Linked DNA regions of Triticum aestivum: region 2 is linked to region 1. The links are chromatin contacts, called in public Hi-C maps. All regions are on one chromosome and are shown on one strand. The core of a region is the stretch at or near the end of the contact, and the rest is flanking DNA. Distances in the headings are between cores, read along the strand shown. Region 1 holds the start of LOC123093873 (probable apyrase 3). Region 2 holds the start of LOC123093876 (stem 28 kDa glycoprotein).

Evidence for each region. Hi-C and Micro-C count contacts between places; a contact is called where the count stands out from the background.
Region 2: a contact with region 1 is called in a Hi-C map of an unstated tissue, with 10 times the contacts expected there. The contact joins the promoter of LOC123093876 here to the promoter of LOC123093873 in region 1. A contact is called at or near these places in 2 of 5 Hi-C or Micro-C datasets (leaf and an unstated tissue).

The regions. Positions count from the first base shown.
Region 1 is chr4B:651,634,504-651,638,874 of IWGSC CS RefSeq v2.1, reverse strand. LOC123093873 (probable apyrase 3) reads left to right here and starts at 1,263. Exons shown (of 7, transcript XM_044515937.1): 1 at 1,263-1,585; 2 at 1,681-1,809; 3 at 1,957-2,013; 4 at 2,135-2,227; 5 at 2,510-2,715; 6 at 3,146-3,237; 7 at 3,417-4,326. The coding sequence starts at 1,310. The coding sequence ends at 3,952.
Region 2 is chr4B:651,770,455-651,775,445 of IWGSC CS RefSeq v2.1, reverse strand. LOC123093876 (stem 28 kDa glycoprotein) reads right to left here and starts at 3,263. Exons shown (of 2, transcript XM_044515940.1): 1 at 2,756-3,263; 2 at 1,227-1,854. The coding sequence starts at 3,189. The coding sequence ends at 1,470.

The DNA.
Region 1 (4,371 bases), core at 14-2,513:
GGATGCCCATATTGGTTCCTACATATTCTACGAAGATCTTTATCGGTCAAACCGCATAACAACATACGTTGTTCCCTTTGTCATCGGTATGTTACTTGCCCGAGATTTGATCGTCGTTATCCAATACCTAGTTCAATCTCGTTACCGGCAAGTCTCTTTACTCGTTCCGTAATGCATCATCCCGTAACCAACTCATTTGGTCACATTGCTTGCAAGGCTTATAATGATGTGCATAACCGAGAGGGCCCAGAGATACCTCTCCGACAATCGGAGTGACAAAACCTAATCTCGAAATACGCCAACTCAACATGTACCTTCGGAGACACCTGTAGTACTCCTTTATAATCACCCAGTTACGTTGTGACGTTTGGTAGTACCCAAAGTGTTCCTCCGGTAAACGGGAGTTGCATATTTCTCATAGTTACAGGAACATGTATAGGTCATGAAGAAAGCAATAGCAGTATACTAAACGATCAAGTGCTAGGCTAACGGAATGGGTCATGTCAATCACATCATTCTTCTAATGATGTGATCCCATTAATCAAATGACAACACATGTCTATGGTTAGGAAATATAACCATCTTTGATTAATGAGTTAGTCAAGTAGAGGCATACTAGTGACTATATGTTTGTCTATGTATTCACACATGTATCATTTTTTCGGTTAATATAATTCTAGCATGAATAGTAAACATTTATCATGATATGAGGAAATAAATAATAACTTTATTATTGCCTTTAGGGCATATTTCCTTCAAGAGTGACTGGCCGGCCGGCGAAATGATCTTTTGGAGGCCCATGCATGCATGTGTCCGTGTCGCGCGTACGTCGGGTAGCTAGGGTAAGGGCCCCGCCATAGTATTGTTTAAGCATGCAGCGTGTTTCGCGTGGAGGAGGGCCCAGACGACAACTTTTTTGGATGGATCAAAAGTTGTTGAATGATGATGATACTACTGCTCTACTCACAGTTGATTGGCATTAGCGATACTAGCGGCACATCCACAGTAAATTGCATCGGTAGATCCACGTTTCAGATCCAACAATAATCCCAATCCATCCACATCATCTTTTCACGATGAGATCGACACACGCACGCACGCACGCACTAGTGTTACTCACAGTACAATTCCACTAACCTCCCTACAGTAAGATGGGATTGTTTTATTTTGCATGGCAGGGACTCATCTGCGCGGCCAACCAAACCCTGGGGCTGCCCATGGAAACTCCCGCCTCCTTTTAATACCCTTTCGGCTGCTCACTCGAGCACGCGCACTAAGCCACCCACCAGCACTCCAGCAGCAGCTCGCCATGGTTCGTCATGCCTCGGGCCTCCTCCTCCTCCTCCTCCTCGTGGCCCTCTCGTTCGCCGGCTCGGCCTTTGCCGCCGACGTGGCTGTGCTCGGCCGGAAGGCCGGTATTGGGGCCGTTGCCGAGGAGGAGCCCGAGCTGAAGAAGGCGGCCGGGAAGTACGCGGTGATCTTCGACGCGGGCAGCACGGGCACGCGCGTCCACGTCTTCCGGTTCGACAAGAAGATGGAGCTCATCGACATTGGCGACGGCGACGACATCGAGGTCTTCGCCAAGGTATATATTTATGCACGACGCATAGCAATCTATTCTAGGAGTATGTATGTTGTTGCTGTCCTCTCATATTTCTTTTGATTTGTTGGTGGCCGCAGGTGGAGCCGGGGCTGAGCGCGTACGCCGGCCGGCCGCAGGAGGCGGCCAAGTCCATCGTGCCTCTGCTGGAGAAGGCCAAGAGCACCGTGCCCCGCTCGCTCATGAAGAAAACGCCCGTTAAACTAGGGGTCCGTCCTTAACAAACTATAGCAATAACAAATACTTTTACGGTTTGTCCAGCACCTAGTTTACTAGGCACCAAACAAATTGAAACGAAATTTATATATGGGACACAAATCAATCGCTAAAATTAGAAATGGAATGAATATGTGCAGGCGACGGCTGGGCTCAGGCTCATCGGAGACGAGAAAGCAGAGCAAATTCTTGAAGCAGTAATTATTTCTTATCTCTAAATTCTACTCTTGTTCCAGTATCTATATATAGTACTAAAATTTGAAACGATGGACTTGTTTGAACTGATTATTCCTAACCAAAACACGTACGTACATACAGGTGAGGGATGCTGTCCACAGCCAGAGCAAATTCCAGTACAACCCTAGTTGGATCAATGTCCTCAAGGGGTCTCAGGAAGGGTCTTACCTGTGGGTACGTATACTCCTACCCTATGTACTCGCTCCGTCCCACTAGTATACTACTCCCTCCGTTCACAAATATAAGATATTCTACGTATTTTTATAAATAAAATGTGTAATATATAGTGTGTTTGTTCACTTATTTCAATTCTAGTAATCCATATTGAAATATGCAAAACATCTTATATTTGTGAACGGAGAAAGTACTTACATGACCTGACTTAATTACTCAGTATATATATCCACGTAGATGTATTTACTGTTGTCACACAAATTGATATTGCACCGTACGTAGGTTGCTCTGAATTACCTGCTGGGTAATTTAGGAGGAGACTACTCCAAGACGGTGGGTGTGATCGACCTTGGAGGCGGGTCAGTGCAGATGGCATATGCCATCTCCGCGGATGCCGCCGCTACCGCTCCCGGGGTGCCTCAAGGGGACGATCCATACGTCACCAAAGAGTATCTCAAAGGAAGAGATTACAACGTCTATGTTCACAGGTTACTTACTTGGACCCTAGCTAGCTAAGCTCCCTCCTCTGTTATTTTATCACTTATTGTTGTGCATCCAACTCTGTTAGTCCCTTTGTATTTATTTGTTCTACATATTAGCTTTGTCTAAAGTTAAACTTTATAAATTTTGATCAAGTTTGTAGAGAAAAAGTATATACCAACACATACACCACCAAATTAATACGATTAAAATCATCATTGAATATATTTTCACATTATATAGATTTATTATTGTAAATGTTCATATAATTTTCTATAAAGTTGGTCAAACTTTATAAAAACTTGACTTGAATCAAAGCTAATGTGTGGGGTAAATAAATACAGAGGGAGTATGTTGCAATTCTACAAAGGCCATGTGGTAACTACTTTGCTCCCCTTATTAATGGTTTTACGGGTGGTAATTTTTGAACCATTTCAGCTACTTGCACTATGGCGCAATGGCTTCTCGGGTAGAGATCTTCAAGGCCAAGAATGGTCCAGTGAGCTACTGCATGCTGCGGGGATACAATGGTATGATATATATATATATATATATATATATATATATATATATATATATATATATATATATATATATATATATATATATATATATATCCTTAATTTGGGTTCAGTTAGCATAGCACGTAATATAATCAAATAAAGGAGTGATCGATGTACATTTATACATTTCTTGAATATGAATGAAGGCAAATACACCTATAACGGAGAGCAATATGACGCCATAGCGCCTCCTCAAGGAGCAGCATACGACAAGTGCAGAGAGGATGTCACCAAGGCGCTTAAGATCAACGCGCCCTGCCAGGCCAAGAACTGCACCTTCAACGGCGCATGGAATGGTGGTGGCGGCCCTGGCCAAGCCGACCTCTACGTCACCTCCAGCTTCTACTACATGGCAGCAGACGTTGGCTTGATCGACAGTGAGGCCACAAGCGGGAAGACCACCCCTGCGGCGTTCAGGGCCGCCGCCGAGAAGATCTGCCCGATGGGCTTCATGGAAGCCAAGGCCACGTACCCCAAGGTGCGATCCGTCGACACGCCCTACATCTGCATGGACCTCGTCTACCAGTACTCCCTGCTCGTGGACGGTTTCGGCCTGGAGCCCACCAAGGAAATCACGGTGGCGCAGAAGGTGAAGCATGGGGAGTACTTCATCGAAGCCGCATGGGCGCTCGGAGAAGCCATCGAGGCCGTCTCACCCACCAAGCGGCTCAACGATGCATGATTTTAGATATAATTGCCAATCCCTCACAATAAGGTGCAAGCATGTGTATCATACGATTAATTGCAATAAGGTGCATATGCTTGGACGCCATCTCCAATTGTAATCCTTTTATCATCTTTGTGGCGAGAATTGCCTAGTCTAATGTGTAGGAGTACAACGACATATAGATGTGCACGCCACACGCGCACACACACAGCCAGGGCTGGGCCGGCAAAATTTGAGGCCCTGTGCGAAACTAAAAAATAGGGCCCTATCTCATAAAAAAAACTAACGAGCTATTATAATGTGTGTGTATATATATCTCTCGCAGAAAAATATTATAATATTTATGTAATATAATATCTTACATAACAGTCGGACATATTATTTATCTCTGTCTAACCATGTCTAGAATCATTGTAAAGAACAATTGCAAGTGC
Region 2 (4,991 bases), core at 2,014-4,513, 130 kb before region 1:
AAAGGACTGAGAGAAAAAGGCAGTTAGACTCTCTAGAGTAGGCTGATGTAGAGGCATGTTTCAACTGTGCTAGCTCTGAACCTTTTTTTTAAACGGAGGCAAAGATATTTGTCTCTTAGGTAGGGTTTTAGTCATCACAGGGGCGGCATTTGGGGGGATGGCAGCGCTTCTTCTTCGAGTCAGTCTTCCGGACACCGATTCTCCTCAAGTTCGCCCGTTGGGACGGATTAGACGGAGCTCCGACGTAGATTCCTTCCAGCTCCTTGGGGCGGTGAGGTTAGGATTTTTCGCCGTGCATACGCAATGGTGATATTTGGTGTCAGGTTCTGCAAATTGATTCAAGGATTCAACAATGACAACTGTGGCTCCAAAGCGCTTGTCCTTAGTGACACATGCACGAAGACTCCCTGCCTGTTATTGACAAGGCCAGGCCGGCTCTGGTATGGGAGGAGCGACATCGGTGCGTCTGCGGCTCATTCTGGCGGCGGCAATGGTGGTTCGGTGGTTCATGGACCTTGATATAATTTTTATTATGTTTGAGGTGCTTTGTACTTTCGGCGAATCTTTATAACAGATCTGATCCTTTTCGCAAAAAAAAAGAGACACAACAACATCACCACCACCACCACCAACAACAACAACTAACAATGGAAGGCTGAATTAAGAGAACGGGGCACTCTTATGACATAATATTTCCCGGATCCTTTGCCCCAGTCTTGACGCATGTTGCTGCCTCATTTTTAATCTTTGCAAGGAAGGTCTTTGACATAGCTTAAATACCTTGGAAGATAGACACATCTCTTTCATTCCAAATCTTCCAGGTAACCAGCATAGTGAGGCTTCCCATAGCCTTTCTCTAATGTTCATGCATGTTGGACACCTGTTTAGACCACAATTCCTTGGTGGCCTCTCCAGTCTTCACTGATGGGCGTCTGGTGACCGCCAACAATGATCCCTTCCTCGAACGGGTCAAAGTTGACCCATTAACGGAGGGGTTAAAACAAGTGCCATTCTTCAGTAAGGACTACACACAGATGTATATAGACATATTTAAAGTGTAGATTCACTCATTTTGCTTCATATGTAGTCCGCATTGGAATCTTTAAAAAAGACTTATATTTAGGAAACGAGGGAGTACCTATGATATTAGTTGCACCATCCATAATATTTAGTAAAATATTACACCATCATTAGTACTAGATCCAAGTTGAGAAGAACAACACATCAAACAAGAATAGCCCATGAATTTCTCGCAAGAAAAAAAATAGTGGACCATGGATCCATAGATTAAGCAACATGCAACTTCTCCACGAACACGTCTAATTTATAATGGCAATTAATCTCAAGTTCTCAACAATGGAAATGAACCAAGCAACAAGTTGGGAGGGATTATTGACTAAACATGCATATAACTAAGAGCATGGAGCTTATTCGAGAAATCAATGGGGGCATGCCCAAGCCGGAGCGGCCTAGCCGATGTAATACATGGGGTCGGGCAGCTTGAAAGTGCGGGCGCCCTCAGGTGCGCCAAGGATGTCACTCCATTGGTCGCCGATGTTACCGATGATGATGTACCCAGCATCCTGCAGCTTCTGCCTCTCGCCGGACTTGTAGGTCGCCGCGGAGCCCTTGAAGCCGGGCTGCTTCAGCAGCAGGTTCATCCACCCGGAGATGCCTTGGCGGAGGAGGTTGGTGACGGTGATGGCCCTTTTGTCCTCGGTCCGGCCGGTGAGGAACACCGGCTTGACACCGACCGAGAGCAGCTTGTTGTACAGCCGCTTCGTCTCCGGCAGCGAGGGCGCGCTCCCCTCCAACACATATGCGTCAAAGCTCGTCGCGTTGAACGGTGTAGCTCTGCGCACGTATGTGTATATGAAGATAGATTAATGGCGGACTCAACCATATCAGCTAGTGTAGTACTATATGCATACCAATTCAAAAAAAAAAGGTAATTATGGAAACCGAAGTATGTAACCTTGTGGTCCAAGTGGCCAAATGGCCAAAGGGGATAAGCATTACCCAAACTCAATGCTCTACGTATCTGTGGACGAACGTGATTGATGATAAAAAATGAAGTTCGCCAAGTGGAGGTCTAAATTAATTACTCCCTCCGTAAACTAATATAAGAGTGTTTAGAATACTAAAGTAGTGAACTAAACGCTTTTATATTAGTTTACAGAGGGAGTAGTCAATATCATACCGCGAGATCCAACTCCGACACAACTTGTATATATTTAACCTCATCGTGCACCTCGCTCACCCTGCTTGTGACTCGTGAGAGCTCAGCTTATTTCTTGATTCCTTTGATAAAATAGGTTTACCATTGCAGCGATCGAGTGTAATGATCTTTTGAGTTGAGAAATGCATGTTTTACCCGCTAAAAGAAAGGCTTATTGCAGAGTTTCGGCTTTCAACAAAAAAGGTTAGCTACCCCGCAAAAAAAAGGTTAGCTTTGTCATGAATGATTGTGGTGAAGCAAAGTTACTGGAACCCCTCGATTTGTTAGATATTTGCATAATTACAAGTATTATCCGTCTAAACTCATTTTTTATTCTAACATAATTATAGCAACTAGTAATCAGTTGATAACGACGGCTGAAAAATAAACCGTTCGATAAAGTAGCCAAGTGGACAACAGTCAACAGATACGGTCCTACCCGGGCAATCACATGCCCATCACCGTGTATAGGGGGCAATTACTACGAAAAATCCCTGCTCAGATGCACCTGCAATAATTAGCATGGTGTGCACGTACCCGAAGCCGTGCTTGGCGTAGTAGGGGAGGTTGGAGAGGGTGGTCTCGTCGATGTCGAAGACCCACACCTCCTTGCCGTTGCCGGCGAGCTTGAGGGAGTCGACGTAGGCGAGCGCCTGGTCGACGACGACCTTGGAGTCGCGGCGGAAGTGGCTGCCGAGCATGTAGTGGCCGACGTAGCCCTCGCAGCTGGCGGGCACCGTCTTCCAGTCCCGCACGTTGTGCGCCTCCACGCCCAGCACCCAGCTGTCGCACGCCACTCCGGCGTGCTTGCCGGAGCCCAGCAGCGGCCGCAGCGCGTGGATCAGCGGCGCCACCACGGCCTGGTCCAGCGAGGTCGGCATGCGGATGTTGGCCTCCCACGCGCCGCAGGAGGCCACGAGGAGAGCCGCGGCGGCGAGGAGGAGCGTCGTTGTCGTCCTGGCCATCGCCATTTCTAGCGTGTGTAGTGGTGCTTCCCTTGCTGAGGTGCGAAGAGCTTGTTAAATAGGAAGGGAGGGGAAGAGAAGCTGCATCGATCGATCCTATACTACACGCGGTGTGCGCGTGAGTGTGGGCTCGAAGTAAATTAGCTGACAAAACAAAGGAGGCAGGGGGGTTGGTGACATTGGCGGGTCGCATTCACAGCGTGCGACACGCGCGCGCGTTGGGGCAATATTTTGATTGGAGGAGAGTGTCGTCGACCGACGGGGACAGGATAGATGTGATGTGATCCGATCTTGATGCAGTTAGTCCAATAATTCAGTTAATTAGGCTATCTACAATGATGAGCACTTATCCATACGCTTATACAGAAATTTTAAAAATAAATAAGCGCTACCTTTTTTTGAGGGAAATGGTATCATGGCGGTTTATATTTCATGTGAGAATAAAGATACATCGTTTGTTAAAACATCCACTAAGAAACCCGGGGCTTCGATTTCCAAACAATTGTTCGAGACACCTCCAAGTTCTTAGCTAGCAGATCCGCCGCCATATTGGCTTCCCGAGGGCAATGGCTAAAAACTATAGAGATAAAATTGCTAGATAAGAAAGTGCATTCTTCATATATTACCGCTGCTGGTCCTAGTGAATTCCGGCTACTCAGCATGATCTCGATTACCTCCAAACAGTCCGCTTCGACATAAATTTCGTTGCAACCAATTTCATTCGCTAGTAGGAGGCCATCTCGTAGTCCTCTAGCCTTTGTTGTCGCTGCGTCTTCCACAAAGGAACCGGCCTCATCATGCAACACTGCTCCCGTACCTCCTGTACCAGTGTCCTGATCAAATGCTGCATCGACATTAAGTTTGATGACGCCCTTAGGCGGCTTGGACCAGCCATGTCTTTTTAATTTTAGTTTGCTTCAACCTTGCTCGTGAAAAGTTCTGCGCTAAAGTTGATATAGCTTGGCCCGACCTAGCCGACTCATAGATGTTCTCACCGTGTGTGTATTTGCGCCGTTCCCACCATGCGTATCAGATTGTTGTGGACACAAGATCATTGCGCTGGACATCAGCCACCAGTGGACATATGGTACTTTTGGATAGTAGGAGATCGGCCAGCGCCGAACCTCCATCTCTCTCTACTGTGCATATTTCATTCACTAGCTCCTGTAGTCCAAGAATTCACCAAATTTCCTGCACCCTCGGGCACAAAAACATGGCATGCCTAATGCTCTTACAGTCCGAACTACAAAGGGGACACTAGGAACTTGTAATCATATGTCTGTTTCCTAAAACACCACGGCAAGGAATAGCTCCAAGCAAAGTCCTCCAAACATGGATTTTGATTTTTGATGGCACACGCAATTTCCAAATGGTACTTGAGGCTTGTAATGAGTTTGTCGTCCTCAACTTTTGTCCATGCTGGTGCTCCCAGGGAGAGTATCTTGTGATACGGGAACATAGGTGCTCCCATGATATGGACTTCTGGGCCCTCGGATCTCAGATCCAAGGGCATACGAGGAGTTGCTGTAGTTGCTGTACTTGCACACATTTTTCAGATTCTATGAGGGCTTTTTTACAAAAATATTCATCATTTCATGGAAGCTCTTGGATCTGAGATCCAACGGCCGAGCTCGCACGGGAGCACCTAAGCTTAGGTGCTCCCAGAGCACCAGATATTTTCCCGGTGCTCCCACCCTTCATGGTAAGCCGATCTTACTGAGAAAATTCCACTTCTATTGAAGTGCCATGATACAAAATCTTCCATCATTCTCAAAGCTAGAGGGATATTCATAATACGCTCCACATCA